Linked DNA regions of Mus musculus: region 2 is linked to region 1. The links are chromatin contacts, called in public Hi-C maps. All regions are on one chromosome and are shown on one strand. Each heading gives the region's core, a stretch centred on a gene start, on an enhancer-like site or on the middle of the called end of the contact. The rest is flanking DNA. Distances are from core to core; before and after follow the strand shown.

Region 1 (4,053 bases), core at 1,004-3,503:
GGGATGGTGCGACTCTTTGGTGATTATGCATCTACATTTCAAATTTAAAAGCCAAGTGTGGAGCTGAAAGGAAACGTGCTCTGCTATAAGAGAGGCTGTTTTGTCCATGGAGATTTTGAATTAAGTGAGCTCTCATAGTTTCCTTTCAGCTCCAACAGTCTGAGTCAGGCTGTCTTCATCAGTCTAAATCCCCTTCTGTCAACATCCTATGGAGACAGGATAGGATGAATATTATAAATGGATGTATTAGATGGGCTTGCATGATTTAGTCAGTGCTAGCTTCTATTCCCCCTGATCCAAATATGCAATTCATCCTTAGGATAGTGATGATGCCATCTGTGACATAGAGAGGAGAAAGCTTGAGTCCACTTGCCTCAGGAATTTGAGATAGGTCATTGGTGAATGTATAACGTGAAACTTAGGCTATTTGAACATTTATAACCTACCAGCCACTTGAAAAATATCTCTGACTACATAATACAAAGCAGAAATATTTGATTTTTGTTTTTGCTGTTTGTTTTTCAAGGCAGGATTTCTCTGTGTAGCTCTGGCTGTCCTAGGACTAGCTCTATAGATTAGGCTGGCCTCAGACTCAAAGATCCACCACCCTCTGCCTCCCAAGTGCTAGGATTACAGGTGTGTGCCACCACTGCCTGGCTGAAATATTTTATTTTAAACAAGGAGCTGAAGAACTATATAGTGTATGTTCAAAGAAAACTGTGGGATTAGTCCGGCTACGACTCAGTAACAGACTGGGACACCTATTGATAGATTCCATCTTTAGATTCATGTGGAGGCGATGTCCACACACTCCAGGGACTGCCAGGCAGTAAAGACAGTTTAAACCAGGCATGGTGATGCATGCCTGCAATCCTAGCACCATGGGGGACTGAGAGAAGAGGACCATGAGATGTAGCCTGCCTAGGCTATGTGGTGAGTTTCAGGCTAGCCTGTGCTACAGTTACATGCTGTTTCATAGGAACTAAATGATGTTTTAAGTTACTTCTCTACTTTCAATGGAATAGGCATGTTTTACTCTTTTTAAATTAGATGTGTGTACATTTACATTAAGCTAAGGATCAGGTAGACAAGTCATTTCAATTCTGTCTCCTTTGATTTGACAAGAAATCCTCCACTTTCTGTTTGAAGAAGTCAAATTGACTAGCATGGCAGTGCTTAGTGCCATTAGATTGTGATGCTCAGCTTTCGATGCCAGTCCGACTTAATTAGAATCTCCTAAGTTATGCCCCTCTGGGAAGGTCTATAAGGTTTTATCAGAAAGGCTCAACTATAGAGTGGTTAGGACCACCCCATGGATATGAGTCCCAGGTCAAATAGAAGGCAAGTAGAGAAAGCCAGAGGAGGCCAACATCCATCTCTCTCTCTCTTTCTACTTCGTGAATCTCTTCTATGTGAGCAACTCCATGTCCCTGCCACCACAGCTGAGCACAGCTCCTGCTGTCATGGCTTCCCTACCTGGTGGGCTGCATCTCTTTAAACCATGACCCACAGAAATCATTGTTCCCTTAAGTTGCTTCTGCGAAGCATTCTGCCCCAAGGAGGAAAGTAATACACAATGGATTTACAGGGCAAAATGTAAAGATGTTCTTACATTTAGGAAATGTGTGTACTAGTTTGAGAACAATACATGGGCATTTCTGTTTCAATTCAGTATGCAGATGGAATTACTATATAGTTTAGAGCGGAATACATAGACATTGAGGCAAAATAGTAGATAGTATATGCTATTGTTATAAATCCAACTGCATAGACTGTAGAATTAGAAAGGGAACAGTTAACACTAGGCAAGAACTAGAGGCGAAGGAGGCATTTCCAAATGCCATGAGTTCTAGGTGAAGAGAACCGCGTAGGCAAGGACACCGAGGCATGCCTTCCATCATTCATTAGATCATTTGACAACTGTTGAATAAACAGCTCACCTGGGGCTCAAAGCCAGTCATTGCTGAGCGGAGCTTAAGGATGCGGTCATGTGCCCTACCTTCAGGGCTTTAGGATGGAGTTCAGTCTGATAACCCAGTACCTACTGCGTGATGAGCTCATACTGAGTACGTGTTAGAATAAGGTTCATGGCCCCTTTCACAATGCAGTCTGTTGATTGGCATCTTCTATCTAGTTCACCCATATTCTTTCATAATTCATAAGACTGTTTTCTCTGGCTGCTCTCACAGGTCTGAGCCATCAGCACATTTGTTCACTAGGACCAGCGATGGGAATCCTAGCCAAGATGTGTGGGCTGATTCGTGGTCTGACCAGAGCCACCTAAGGACAGGTTAAAGGGTGCTCTTGGCTCAGAGTAAATACTGTTTTCATCTGGCAGCCGGAACACTAAGTCCTATGGGGATAAAAAACAACAATGACCTGCTTAGCTGTCAGCAACTGGAGGCGAGTGAAGGCAAACAGAATCACATGCCTCACCCTGCCTCATTTCTGGTTTGCATTCATACTCTGTGTTCAATATCCATTGTACTTCGGTTGCTGCTGTTGCAGCTCTTCCTTGGCCTAGTTGTCTGCTCTGTGTGTGTGTGTGTGTGTGTGTGTGTGTGTGTGTGTACACTGTCACTGTCTTCACACACACCAGAAGAGGACATTGGATCCCATTACAGATGGTTGTGATCCACCGTGTGGTTGCTGAGAATTAAATTCAGGACCTCTAGTAGAGTAGTCAGTGCTCTCAACCGCTGAGCCATCTCTCTACCCGGGATTCTTGACCTCTGTCAGACACTACATATGGAGCAGCATCGGGAACAGACGGACATGCTTCAAGCTTCTGGAAGCTGGAAGCTCAAGATGAAGATTCAGGAAACTAGTGAGGACTGCTTTCTTCCCAAGATGGTGCTTTGTGGGACCTCAGTTGGCAGACGATGGAGGAGCAGAAGGACCACACTTTCTCTGTCAGACCACTTCACAATCCATTCATGAACTTGAGCCCCTTAGCCTTACGACCTTCCCAAACTTTCTACCTTCAAGCACTGTCCCACTGGGGACCTGTTCTCTGTGCATGGGTTTGAACACACATTTAGGTCGCATCAGGCACCAAGTATTTCCTACCAATCTGACAAACTATAATTAAGAGTGTGGACTTACATTCCCAGCGTGACTTTGAGCAAGGCATATGTGGGTCTCAGTTTCAAGACTAAGATGAGAGTAAGTTTAGAACTTAAGTCATTGAGTTATCATGAGAAGGTAAAAGAAAGCCAATGACCTTTATAGTGATCAATAAAGGAAGCTGAGGGCAGGAGATCCCAGGGAGGGAAGGCTATTGAAGTTCTGTGCATAGTAACGAGGTGCCAGGTAGGTCTCTGTGCACATGCTAATGAAGGATAAAGGTATAGGGGTGGGGGGAGGAAAGTAGATGCTCATATATGTGCCAGTAGACAGGAAAGACAGTTCCTGTAATTCAGTGCATGTCCAATTTCCTCATGAGGCACTATCAGTTTCTTCTTCAACTGGTTAGTAGAACCTGTTAGCCAAAGCACAACCTGACCTTTTAATATTTCTGATACAAGTGCTGTCTGAAGGAGGAAGTACCTCTTTCACAGTCAGAAATTATTTAATTCCTGCCTGGCATTAGAACACTTGTGCCTGATATACCTGTAGCAGATATTAGCTTTTAATACTTGTTACTAAATATTCCTGAAGCTGTACTCTTACACCACCCCAGGAATTTCACTCCTGAATCCCCCACCTCCCTCTCTTCTTTCCCTCCTCCCTCCCTCCTAAATGATTCTTTACAGCATTCAAGAACTTCCATAATACAAAGTCTTCTCTTTGATTTTGTGAAAGCAAAGATGGAACATAGATTTATAATTATTTTGAAAACTCAGCAGAGAAACACTGTCTTAAACAAATAAATAAACAAATAAAGAATGCCAAAATTTCAAGTTTTGGCAGTCCCCAATAAGGATGTAGAACTGACTCTTAAATATGAAGACATCTTCAATCTCACTAAAAAGAATGTATATTGAAACAATATTGGGTCTATTTCCAACTTATCAGAATAGTAAAGTCAGAAGACTGATGGTCCTAAATTGA
Region 2 (4,053 bases), core at 854-3,353, 110 kb after region 1:
ATGGTAGACAGCTAAACTTCCATGATATATTTTTAAGCCAAAAGAAATTTGACTGGACTGATTTCACAGAAAAGGAGACTGCCAGCCTGCTCCTGTCACCTTTGCAGCCAGAAACAGGATTTCCAGAATGCCCCTGGCACAGATGGGTCACCAGGCGGCCTGGCTGTGGGTTTAGGGCATCAGCTCTCCTAGCTGTGATGTAGTTTTACACAGTCTGGCCTGTCCAGACAGATGGCTGTATGGCCCGAGCCCCTTTCCCTGCATGGCCGCTTTCTTGCTTCCTTCAGCAGGTAGACTGTGCCTGGGAGAGCTCTGGTTCCATAGCCTAAGGAACCTTAGCAGTTCTTGCCTGTCACTGTCATACCAGGCCCATTGTCAAGCTTCTCTCGCCCTTCTTGGCACCCCAGGGGTGGGGGGGGGGGGAAGCAGCAGGGGGGAACCGACTTGCTGGGAAACCTGTCCTGCATAATCTTTCTTTTTTTTTTTTCCATTTTTTATTAGGTATTTAACTCATTTACATTTCCAATGCTATACCAAAAGTCCCCCATATCCACCCACCCACTCCCCCTTTTTGGCCCTGGTGTTCCCCTGTACTGGGGCATATAAAGTTTGCAAGTCCAATGGGCCTCTCTTTCCAGTGATGGCCGACTAGGCCATCTTTTGATATATATGCAGCTAGAGTCAAGAGCTCCGGGGTACTGGTTAGTTCATAATGTTGTTCCACCTATAGGGTTGCAGATCCCTTTAGCTCCTTGGCTACTTTCTCTAGCTCCTCCATTGGGAGCCCTATGATCCATCCATTAGCTGACTGTGAGCATCCACTTCTGTGTTTGCTAGGCCCCGGCATAGTCTCACAAGAGACAGCTACATCTGGGTCCTTTCAATATAATCTTTCATTCTTTGAAGATGCTTCGTGTAACTGTGATTTAATTCACCTGGGCTTGCACTACATTCGAAGGGAGCTAGTGAGATAAATTGGGGGTAGGTTTTCTGCAGGAGCAGGGCTGGGCCGTCTTTGGGCGTGGGATTTGTTTGCCCTTTTGGGTTCAAAGTTCACAGTATTTCACGCTGCGGTGGTTCTGATCTTTCTTTGGACTCAGGCATAAGGATTCTAAATTCTAAGTAGTTTCTGGAAGTGATGTAGAGGGTGTGCTGCTGGACTCTCTCCTCCCCTCATGCTCTCCTCAGCTGTCTTCATAAATATAAGGGAGTTTGTTTCGTTCATTCACTCATTCATTCATTTTGGTGTTTTGCCTGCATGTATGTCTGTGAGGGTGCCAGCTCCCCTGGAATTGGAGCTACAGACAATTGTGAGCTGTTAGGTGGGGGTTGGGGGTGAGGGGCTGAGAATTGAACTGGAGGTAAATACAGGGGAGTTTCTAAACAGAATGCCAGCACCAGTCAGTTTTCCATGGTGTGATGTTTAAAATGTGACACAATAATATAGTAGCAGAGTTGCCAAAAGTGGTCTAGAATTTTATAGTGGGAAGAGACACAACTGAGACTGTCTGCTGGCACACCTCGAAGTATTAAAGTGGAATTCTTACATTGCCTCGTGGTACACACCGGTTATCCCAGCACTTGGAAGGCTGAGGCAGGGAGGTGACCAGTTTGAGGCCAACCTAGGCTTTTTTGTCTGTTAAAAAGGAGATTGTCTGAAATCTGTTCTAATTTACCAGCCCCTGCTCAGTTGTTTAATCTTTGTTCGTGTGTTTTATGTGTGATCTTGAACTCCTGGATAGCTTTAGGGTACTCTGATGGTTGGAATTTCAAAAAATGGATTCTGATACGCCTGGCTGTGGCCTGCAGTTTCCGTGAGGCCCTCCAGGTTGAGTGAAGGTCAGAGACCCCAAGTTAAAAGGCTGTTACTTAGGTGTAGTGTCTGCAGGGTCTAGCTTCTGGGGAGAGAAATCCATTCTCGTCATGTATTTCTTGTCTATGTTTTGGGAGCTGGGCAGATCAAAGAGAGGCCTGTTGCTTGCTCCAGAGGATCAAAGCCTCCCCCAGAGAGGAGGCCTGGCCTGGTCCCCACTAGCACCATGGTTCAGAGTGGCTGTGTTCCCACTTGGCCCAGCACGCTTGAGAATCGTGTCTGTGGCCTTCACAGCTTGGAGGCTGGAAACTGCGGTAGGCAGGCAGGGGTAGGCAGGCAGGCGGGCCGGCTGCAGACCTGACAGCATGATTGAACATTCTTGTAAATTGGGTCATGGCGTTCCCATAATTCCAGATGACTAGGCAAAGTGTCAAGGGTTCTCCGGGGTTCTGTACCTATGTGAGAGTATATCCCAAAGGCTACTTCAGCAGTGGGTCAGTCCAGCGTGGCTGGGAAGACACCCCTTATACTGCTGCTGTGGCAGGGCAGATGAGGCTGTGAGGGAGATGAGACTGGAAAGGGCGTAGTGCTGCAGGCCGTCCACGGCCAGCGTCGGGGATAGAGGGGGTGTGAGCAGCTAAGGATGGGCACCCCTCGTCTTTCCCAAGGCATTAGCCACATGCTCCCTGCAAGGTGTGCCATTTGATTGCCCTCTGTGGAGCCCGGCCAGATGCACCCAAGCCTGGGAGTCATTGTGCTTCTCTGAAAGGGGTGCAGTGCCCTTTCTCGTGATGGACACAGGCTGGCTCGTGCATGTACACCTGCTGTCTTTGGGTCAGAACTCCATTTCTGAAAACAAGGTCCATATGGAGGTTCATTCCATCCCTTCACCCGGCTTTCTTCTTGTGTAACAGTGTCTCAGGTTTCATATATGTACCTGTCATTAATACAGTTGTTTCTCTTAGCCACGTGGATGTACTCAGGACCCACCTCAAACTGAATGCCTGAAGCCAGAGGTTATATAAAAGCTTGTACACACTAAGGTCTGTCTGTCTGTCTGTCTGTCTGTCTGTCTCTCTATCACTGTCTCTTTCATACACACACACACAAATTTTCACCTTCTCACATAAAGCACACTTTAAGAGGCTTACTGTGACATCTCCAAATCACCAGCATCAGTGTTTTTTAAGATCATTAGTAAAGGCTGTGTGAACAGCCAGGCTGATAAGTAGATGTCACTAACTGTTCGTCCCATTGGTAGCATGTAGCATAATGGGGATACGCTGGACAAAGCAGTTTGTGCTCCAGGCAGGGTTGTGTGGGTTGCACCTCTTTCCTCGGAGTGCTGTACAGTCTAACACCAGCCTAAAACGTTTCTGCTGTTTTCAGTCTAATATTCTCGAGCTGCAGTCAACTGCAGGTCATTGAAACCGTTTAGATCCTGTTTGTGTGTAGAATGTTTTTTCTCCCGGACCTTAAATTCTGTCTTCTGAGCTGTTGTATCTCTTTGGGTTTTAAGTCCTCCGTGCCTGGCACCTGATGCAGACAGCAAGTGTCCAGGTGTAAATGAAAAAGAAAAATGAATGGTGTGGATGGGTGATAGCTGGGCAGAAGCGTGGCATTGTGGTTGTGAGTGATACAAGCCTTTGGTGACAGCCTGTCTTTGTACCTTAGAGGAGCAGCAGCCGTAGCTGTAAAGAGTGTATAGACACACTCAGTTGTGGGTGTGGGCGTGGGGGAAGATACCTGCCTTGTCAGAATCAGCCTGGTGAGTCATGGCTCAACCCCCACTTCATCACTGGGGCAGCGAGCCCATCCGTGGCATAGATCCCTCTTGACTCTCGCCATGTCTGCTCTCCAAAGACTGTTGGCTTTTTCCACTGTTCCTAAGTTTGATTGAGAAAAGTTCTGCAAACCCAGGAGGAGAGTGGTGCAGCTGAGAAGGAAGGCACCGAAAGAACAAATGTGGCCCTCTGGCAAAGTCTCCTCCTGGGTGTGCGTTTGAAGAGGGACCCCCATGTGAGGCAGCTCCTGCAGGCCTCCACGGCAGAGCAGTTTAGACAGGTTATCCAGGCCAGACACTGTCTTCAGTTGTCTCCAGATACTAAACCCACAAGTCTTTCCTGAAGCCCACTGCTGGATTCAGTACTCTTGACTGAAATTTGACCTTAGGTTTTTCTGCTTTTCTCTGGCCATGTTAGCCTAGATTCTCAAACTGGATTCTGTCCTAGGCTGCTGTC

Evidence for each region. Hi-C and Micro-C count contacts between places; a contact is called where the count stands out from the background.
Region 2: a contact with region 1 is called in a Hi-C map of liver, with 3 times the contacts expected there. The contact joins two enhancer-like sites. A contact is called at or near these places in 3 of 484 Hi-C or Micro-C datasets (all in liver), 6 of 115 datasets of contacts at active chromatin or transcription factors (bone marrow-derived macrophages, embryonic stem cells and liver) and 4 of 9 other capture datasets (adipose tissue, embryonic stem cells, liver and 1 more).

The regions. Positions count from the first base shown.
Region 1 is chr9:77,843,803-77,847,855 of GRCm38.p6, forward strand. All of the region lies in intron 1 of Gm34654 (a long non-coding RNA gene), which reads right to left. Among named protein-coding and RNA genes, the nearest start is that of Gm34654, 6.1 kb to the right of the region's middle. Within about 2 kb of position 2,254, at least 11 of the 459 cell types and tissues checked have an H3K27ac peak or open chromatin away from gene starts, as enhancers often do. A contact at or near this core is called in liver, where this site is marked.
Region 2 is chr9:77,951,113-77,955,165 of GRCm38.p6, forward strand. All of the region lies in intron 1 of Elovl5 (ELOVL family member 5, elongation of long chain fatty acids (yeast)), which reads left to right. Among named protein-coding and RNA genes, the nearest start is that of Gm34771, 15 kb to the right of the region's middle. Within about 2 kb of position 2,104, at least 65 of the 459 cell types and tissues checked have an H3K27ac peak or open chromatin away from gene starts, as enhancers often do. A contact at or near this core is called in liver, where this site is marked.